Regions from separate parts of the Rattus norvegicus genome. Here region 1 is linked to region 2. Evidence: chromatin contacts called from public HiChIP or PLAC-seq data. All regions are on one chromosome and are shown on one strand. Each heading gives the region's core, a stretch centred on a gene start, on an enhancer-like site or on the middle of the called end of the contact. The rest is flanking DNA. Distances are from core to core; before and after follow the strand shown.

Evidence for each region. HiChIP or PLAC-seq counts read pairs in DNA pulled down with a chosen protein or histone mark.
Region 1: an H3K27ac HiChIP or PLAC-seq map of oligodendrocytes shows a contact between it and region 2, with 2.6 times the contacts expected there. The contact joins the promoter of Tspan31 here to the enhancer-like site in region 2. A contact is called at or near these places in 4 of 12 Hi-C or Micro-C datasets (frontal cortex, liver, mammary epithelial cells and 1 more) and 1 of 1 datasets of contacts at active chromatin or transcription factors (oligodendrocytes).

Annotation. Positions count from the first base shown.
Region 1 is chr7:64,775,134-64,779,116 of GRCr8, forward strand. Tspan31 (tetraspanin 31) reads right to left here and starts at 2,624. Exons shown (of 6, transcript NM_001008378.1): 1 at 2,469-2,624; 2 at 1,723-1,890; 3 at 1,277-1,357; 4 at 842-973; 5 at 640-753; 6 at 1-552. The coding sequence starts at 2,531. The coding sequence ends at 478.
Region 2 is chr7:64,638,432-64,642,122 of GRCr8, forward strand. It overlaps LOC120093628 (a long non-coding RNA gene), which reads right to left. Exons shown (of 2, transcript XR_005487032.2): 2 at 1,265-1,569. Among named protein-coding and RNA genes, the nearest start is that of Atp23, 25 kb to the left of the region's middle. Within about 2 kb of position 1,495, at least 14 of the 93 cell types and tissues checked have an H3K27ac peak or open chromatin away from gene starts, as enhancers often do.

The DNA of each region.
Region 1 (3,983 bases), core at 1,374-3,873, 140 kb after region 2:
AGCACTTGTGAGGCCTTGGGTTGTAACTGGTTTTCCTTTGGTGTTCTGATTTTGTTCTTGAAGGGAAGGAAAACAGTTATGAAAGGCTCCCATCAGCCACCTGTGCTTCTAGGAGTGCTAGACCCTCCTAGGCAGAGAAATGGAGTCCTCTCCCCCTCCATAATATTCCCATCAAAATACACAGACATAAATAAATGTAGCCATCACTTGATCAGTTCTTAGGAGTGAGGTAAGGGACCTTTTTCTCTCTAAAACAAAAACCCCTGTTGGGGGTGGCCATCCTAGGTTTCCAAGAATTTAAAAAGCCGGGAGAAGGCAAGGCCAAGTCAGAAGGATCACAAGGCTGGCTGAGTGTGGTGATGCCTGCAATACTGGCAGGAGGCTGAGGCAGGAGAATGCGGAGTTCAAGGCCCTCCATGGCTAGAGCTGGGTAGAAACCAGCCGAGGCTGCAAAGATCCTGTCTGGGAGATCAAATCTCATAGAAAGGCACTAGGATTGGCTCGAGGGTCTTTTTGATTCCGGAATCTCATTGCTAGCCAAACACCGAGGATCTGCAGGAGAGGGAGAGAAGGCGGGTTGTTTCCAATCATGGGGTTGAAGGTTCACTCACACGTGTGTGCATGAGGGAACATCATTACCTCTGTGAAACTGAAGAAGAGCCCAACACCTCCTAGGATCTTGAGAGCTTTGTCTGAATGTTTTAGGAATGTCTCCCCACACATCTGGCATGGAGAGCTCCTAGTTTTGCACAGCTGGGGACAAAAAGAGAATGCAAAGCCGCTCACTTGCCACATCCCAACAGCAGTCAATGTCCCATAAATGACAACTCCTTCAACTTACTGCACTGCAGGAAGCATCATCATGTAGGTGCACGGTTGTAAGGTTAAACAAACCACAGCAGTCAAAACTTCTCTCCAGTTCATGCCTGGTACTGTTGCTCAAGACCCACCACGAAGCATTGATGACATCTGCCTAGAGCACCCAGGCATAGGAACATTAGTCTCCCTGCATCCTGCTCAGTTCAAGAGCTTCTATTTCCCTGCTCCTGTAAGGGCAATCCCACAGAAACCACTGCGCGGTATCGTGCAGCACGCACAGTCCTTGGTAATGTCAAGTGTCTTTCTCAGGTTCTCTGCATCTTGGGGGAAATAATCACACATGTCAGGGAGCAGACACCTGTGGGAGCAGTGGGTCTGAGCAGGACAGGATGAGGGGGTCAGACTAAGGTTTAAAAGGTGGGGAAAGCAAGCAAGTACTGAAAGGGCTTACCCTTACCTGTGTGTTTCTGTTAATAGCCAGACATGAGCAAGAGATTCCAAACTGGAAGATGAAGACCAAACCCAGGATGATCATATACTGAGAAGAAGTTATGGCAAAAGAATCTGGTTTCCATTTAAAATACCTCATTCAGGGAGAGACAGGCAAGCAAACCTGTATGGAGGCCAGCCTAGCGTGAGTTCCAAGCTAGGACTACCACACAGCATGATCCCGGTTTTTGTCTTTAAAATCTCACCACTGTAATTCTAACTGCAATGTGGCAGGCAAGGGGGCAGAGTTCAAGGCCCTTCTCTGTTCCCAAAACTGCACCTTTATCAAGTTGGGGGTGGGAGGGATCATCAACTTCTGGGGATTACAGAATAAGAACGAAGAGACATGTCTGAGGTCCCCTGCCCAGGAAAAGCCTGCTCAGCCCCCAATCCCAATCACTTAGGTCAGGATACAAAGAAAAGCAGCACTTGATGGTGGTTCACGGCACCCACCAGTCCAGCCACTGCAATGAGGAGAAGGAAGACTCCCACAGCAATGACTCCTCCAATGATGTGAATGCTGGACACCACACCGAGGCCCTTGCCCCAGGCAGCTACGCCAATGAGCAATAAGCCCACAAGCTGCAAGAAATAGAAAGAATACACTTTATCCAGCCTGATATGGTGTCTCAGACCTGAAACCGAGGCATTGCCAAGTTCCAGGCTAGTCTGTGCTAGCTCACTACACAGTGAGACCCTGTCATCACCAAAGAATTCTACCATGCATCACAGCCCAAGGCTATTACAAGGGGACGTGGACTTAACAAGGTAAGCGCTTGAGGTGTGCAGTCGGTACTATTCATCTCTAGGCGCGCTTCCCAAGTAACTGGGAGTAGCTGGGAGAGAGTAGGGCAAGGTACTCAAGATACAAATGGAAACCTTGGCGTTGTCCAGCATCTCTATTTTGAGAAGAAACTGGAGCAGAAGTGAAGACTGGAACTATAGGCCCGCAGTCTTCAATTCACCTCTGCCCACCACCAAACAAGCCCCCATCACCGGAAGTCTCTCCTCTTCACGGAAGTAACCAGGAATTCCCTCTTCGCCGGAAGTTTCTGGGAAGCTTCCCAGAACCCCCAGTACACCCATCTCCACTCCGGAAGTCCCCTAGAAACTCCCCCATTCTTTCCGCCCCGGAGCTTTCCCCATTTCCAAAACCTCACCATATAAACCACGTTGAGAGCGCACAGCGCATTCTTGGAACAGGCAAATCCGCCGCAAGCCATCTCCCCAGATCTGGGGACCCGAATGGTCCCAAGACTTGTGGGGAGGGTACTGAGGACCGTCTTGTAGGAATCCAACAGCGTCTATCGCTTTAAATCCAAGCCAGCCAAACCAATTCTCTGCGCCTGCACCGTCCCACCCCTGCCTCTGGATTGGCGAAACTCGTGGCTAATCCAGGACATCCAGGACTTCAATGCCAATCATTCTGCATTACGTCACCAGCCCGCCTCTCAGTCTTTCCCTTAGTTTCTTCATTGGACGAAACTTAAAAAGAAAAGAAAAGAAACTGAGGCCAGGGTTTCTAGACAGTGTTTTAGGGACCAGAGATTGGATTCCCGAGCACGGAGTTTCGAGACTAGGAACCCAGGAAGATACTCAGGTGAACAGAAAAACGGGAGCTTGTAGAGGTGGGAGGAAGAGGCTCTGCACCTCTAAAGATTACCCTTCCCCGCCGATTTCCCGATGATCTCACGATGATGCCATCGTTTTGTTGTTAGTGCGTCATACTCTGGAACAACAAGAGGAGCCAAATGAACTATGTAGCCCAGCTAGGAAGGATCCAAGTCAGGCATAGCAATAGCGGGCAAATCCTCATGCATGTGTTAAATGCGTTTACTAGTACTCATGTTCCGTTCTGCACTCCTTTCTCTGCAGTGTGAACACGCCAGAAATTCAGGTGGAGACAGTGACTTGAGGCTGGTGCATTCCTGTTCGTGACAAAACCACAGGCACAGACGCTGGTGTTCTCTATACCTTTAGAACACAAATGTGCCTGATCAGGGCTGGCACATGGCACAGTGGGGGCGAGTCTGGAATATGAATAAATAGAGTCTCCATACTCTAAAATGTATTTATTTTTGTTTTATGTGCATTGGCGGTTTTGCTGCATGTATGTCTGTGTGAGGGTGTTGTATTCAGGAATTGGAGTTACTGTTGTGAGCTGCCATGTGGGTGCTGGGAATTGAACCCAGGTCCTCTGGAAGAAGAGCCAGTGCTCTTAGTCTCTGAGCCATCTCTCCAGTCCCGAGGTTTCATACTTTTCACTCCAGAGGGGGAGTAGTGGATGGCCGGTCGATAACGTTATTGCATAAGCGTTTGGACATAGTGCCCTTTGAGTGGAGTGACAAAGGACACAGCCTTTCTCTTCCTCCTGGGTAAAGAAGCAGCCTTGGTGGGAATGAAACCAGAAAATGCTCCCATCAACTCCACTCAGTGATGTGAATCTGTGTGTGCTCACATCCTGTGACTGCCGACAGCCAGTTTGTGCTGAAGTCAAACTGCACGGGTTTTAGCTTTATGGGCCAGGCACTTAAACCCCCGTATCTCGGGGCTAGGGATTTAGCTCAGTGGTAGAGCACTTACCTAGCAAGGCCCTGGGTTCGGTCCCCAGCTCCGAAAAAAAGAACCAAAAACAAAACAAAACAAACAAATAAAAAAAAAAAACCCGTATCTCC
Region 2 (3,691 bases), core at 245-2,744:
GTTTTCCTTCCCTTTTAAGATTTATTTTTCATTTATGTGTATGCATGTGTATGATTGTGCACGTGTGGATAGCTTCACACATAAGCCAGAAGCAGGAATCAGATCTCCTGGAGCTGGAGTACAGGTGGCTGCAAGCCAAGCTCTCTGGCTTCTGAGCCTCGGGGAGAGCAGCAAGCAGTCTTTATTGCTGAGCCATCTCTCCAGCCCCGTGTTTTCCTCCTTGAGTCGTTTATATGTCTTTTTTTTTTTTTTTTTTTGGTTCTTTTTTTCGGAGCTGGGGACCGAACCCAGGGCCTTGCGCTTCCTAGGTAAGCGCTCTACCACTGAGCTAAATCCCCAGCCCCGTTTATATGTCTTAACTAACACAGAATAACATCCTGTAAATGAAATGTCTGTATAAGCCAGACACTATGGTGGGTGACTAGTCTCCGCTATTTGGAAGGCTGAGTCAGGTGGATGATGGCCCTGAGAGCCAGTCTGGCCAGCAGTGCAGTGTGCTCCCATTTCACAAGGAGATGAACCAGGGGGCAGTGGTGAGGCTCGCCTTTAATCCTAGCACTCCAGAGGGGGTAGATCTCGGAAAATTCGACACAGCCTGGACTACAGAGCAAGTTCCAGCCAGGGTTACACAGAGAAACCCTATCTAAAAAAAAGAAAGAAAGAAAGAAAGGAAAAAGGAGGAAAAGAAAGAAAAGGAAAAGAAAGGAAACGGAAGAGGGGGCTGGAGAGATAGTTCAGTGGTTAAGTGCACTTCCAGAGGTCATGAGGTCAAGTTCTAGCAACCAAAAGGTGGCTGACAACCTTCTGTAATGCATCCGATGCCCTCTTCTGATAGGTCTGAAGACAAAAACAGTGTATTCATACACATAAAATGAATAAAATCTTAAATAAAATCTTTATTTAAAAAGACAGTTTTCAAAAGAAAGAAGGAGGAGAAGATAAAAAAGAACCTGGAGCTGGAAGTTCATACTACACATGAATAAGGCCCTGAGTTCAGTTAAAAAGGAAGAAAGACTTAATGTACATAAACTTTCTACTAATTCTTGCTGCTATTTCTCTCACAAGTCTGTCAGCACATATGATAACACTGCAGATGTTTGCTAAGATAACCTTAGCTGTTTGCTTTATATCACCCAACTGTTAAAGGCGTGAATTTTTCCTGCGGGGGTGGGGGTGGGGGTGGGACTGAAGACCAAATCCAGGACCTCAAACCCACCAGGATAGAACTCTACCTCCGAGCTGCATCCTTCACTCCGATATAAGCTTTTTTTCACCTAAAAACTTTATTTTTTTTAAAGAAATTTATTCAAACAGAAAATTGGGGTCCCTAAACACATCCACAGAGTGGAACCAGGTGGTTCCAGGTCCTCCATGCTGTTTGTTGAGCCTCAGGGCCTTCTGTCTGGTGATGCAGCTCAGCTGAGTCAGGATCCACCCCATTGCAACCTAGGAGACTGACTGAACCGTTGGGATTGCAGCTAGAGCCGACATTTGGCTCATACCATGGGTACAGGAGGATCTGTGAAAGCTCTTCTTGGGCTCAGGAGTCACACTCAGCAAAATGTGTGGCTAAAAAGGAGAGGAGAAAGATGTAGTAAAGCCAAGGGTTCTCTGGGCGTTGACTGACCCCAGAAAGCCAAGCCCCATTTCTCCACCTGGCCCCAGGCCAGGAGTAGAAACAAAGACAAGTAATTATGACCCAGAGCCTCCCACCCCAGTGAAGCCAGAATTGCCCTGCTGACACCAAACGGCTACTATGTAAAACTTCCGAATGTGAAGGCTCCAGGTTCTTCAACAGAGTAGTGAAACTCTTGACAACCCTTCTGTCCGCTGAGAGGACCCCTGATGATACCTGCTCTCCTGAAGAGAGGAAGAGTCAAGCAAGGTAACAGTCATCTGTACAAGGAGGCCCTTAGGAAACGAGTTTATCTATCGTTTCCTTCCTCTACAGCCGGCATTTCCAGTTCAGTCTTCACCACACAAAAACAGTACTTCTTTGTATCTCTTCCAGAAGGAAGAAGAAGCAACAAAAGTCCAAAGTTACAGTTGCAGTTCGACAGAGCAGCTGAATTCCCGCAGCTGTCTTGTCGCTGAAGGGGAGGCTGTCGGCTGGAGGGATGACTATCTGCTGAGTACTGACTACTCTTCCTCAGGACTCTGTTCAGTTCCCAGCGCCCACAGGGCAGCTCACAACTGTCCAAGGAACCGGACATCTCTCTGGCCTCCGTGGGCGCACGGTACACAGACATACGCGCAAGCAAACACCTGCACCTATAAAAACTTGCTTTAAATGTTGACTTTTTTTTAAGTAGAGGCTCTGGATGGTAGGACAATGTGGAGGGAAAGGACACTCGTTTCCAGCCTGGCTGTAGCTGATGGAAGGAAACCTGCAACGTGGTGAATCGTGAACTCCACCGAAGCCTCGTTCTCCAGACGAGGTCACTCTGGTTCAAAGAGAAGAAATAGCCCTGCCCAAAGCAGCTCTGGTGGCCTCCTGGCCTACCTGCAAAGACTCAGGACTCTTCCCATCCAGGGAACCTCCAACCTCGGTCTCTCTCCTCTGTTCGCCCCACCCCCGCCCCCTGAAGACCTGTCTTCAACTTGAGCACGTGCTCAACTTATGACATCTTCTATGCAGATTCTCTTCCCTGGCTTCCAGGCCCCTGGGCATTCCTGTTTGAGCCCAGAGTCCAGACAAACAAAGAGTACCTGGCCTCCTCACCTCCCTCCAACAGTCAACATCACTTGGAGCCCTCTCTCCCTCCCCAAACCACTCAATCACTCAATTCTTTCTTCTAAACAGCCCCCTACCTCCCTCTCATGCTTGGTTCTTTTTCTCCTAACTTTCCAGCACTGAGACCTGATGTTGGCCTCCCTCCAAACCGCCTCCCTAGGGGCCTCCCTTTGTCCTTACACACTGCTGTAGGATCCTCAAAAATACTGTTGACCTGCATTCCCATTCGGCTGGGGGATTGGGTGGCGATTGCTCCCTCTGCCTTCGCGGGATCACAGTTCATGCTCCGCCCACACTCAAAGCGCTTTCAAGAGAGTGGCCGGCCACCCTGCAGCGTTCCAGCCTCAATCCTCACCACCTCAGTGTTCCAAAAAGATCGCCCACTCTATTCACTCCCCCCCAACACCACGCTCCTTCCTCCCTCCCACTGAGACACCTAGCAGGCTGTCCCCTCCTGCCTCCAGCTCATGCCCACCTGCAGCCAAGGTCCCCAGAGGAGCTCTCCTCCCAAAGTCTGCAGGACTCATTATCCAAACTATTCATCCCCAGGTAATTACGCACGGCCTGTGACTCTCCTCTGTTTAGCCTGAAACAGGTTTTGAAGCTGCCTATGCTGCTTGATCCAGCCCCTGCTTCTGTGTCTGCCTACCTCATCACAAGGCTGTTTCTCCCCACAGTGCCTAGGAGTTAGACAGTAGATGCTAGATATATGTGATGGTTGGTTTTTCTTCCCACATACAGTGTCCTCAAAAGCCAGAGCAGATCAGAACAGTAAGCCCCTGCCTTAGAACCCTGACTACCAGAATTTTCTCCTAAGTCCTCAGGATCCAAAACAGGCACCCGGGGTGTCAGCCGGTTGCTCGGACACACTGCTATTCACAGAGGCTGTTGGCCCACCTCTGAAAGGAGGCCCCATCCCGCGTGGGTTTCTGACTTGGTAATACTGTTTCCTTGCCT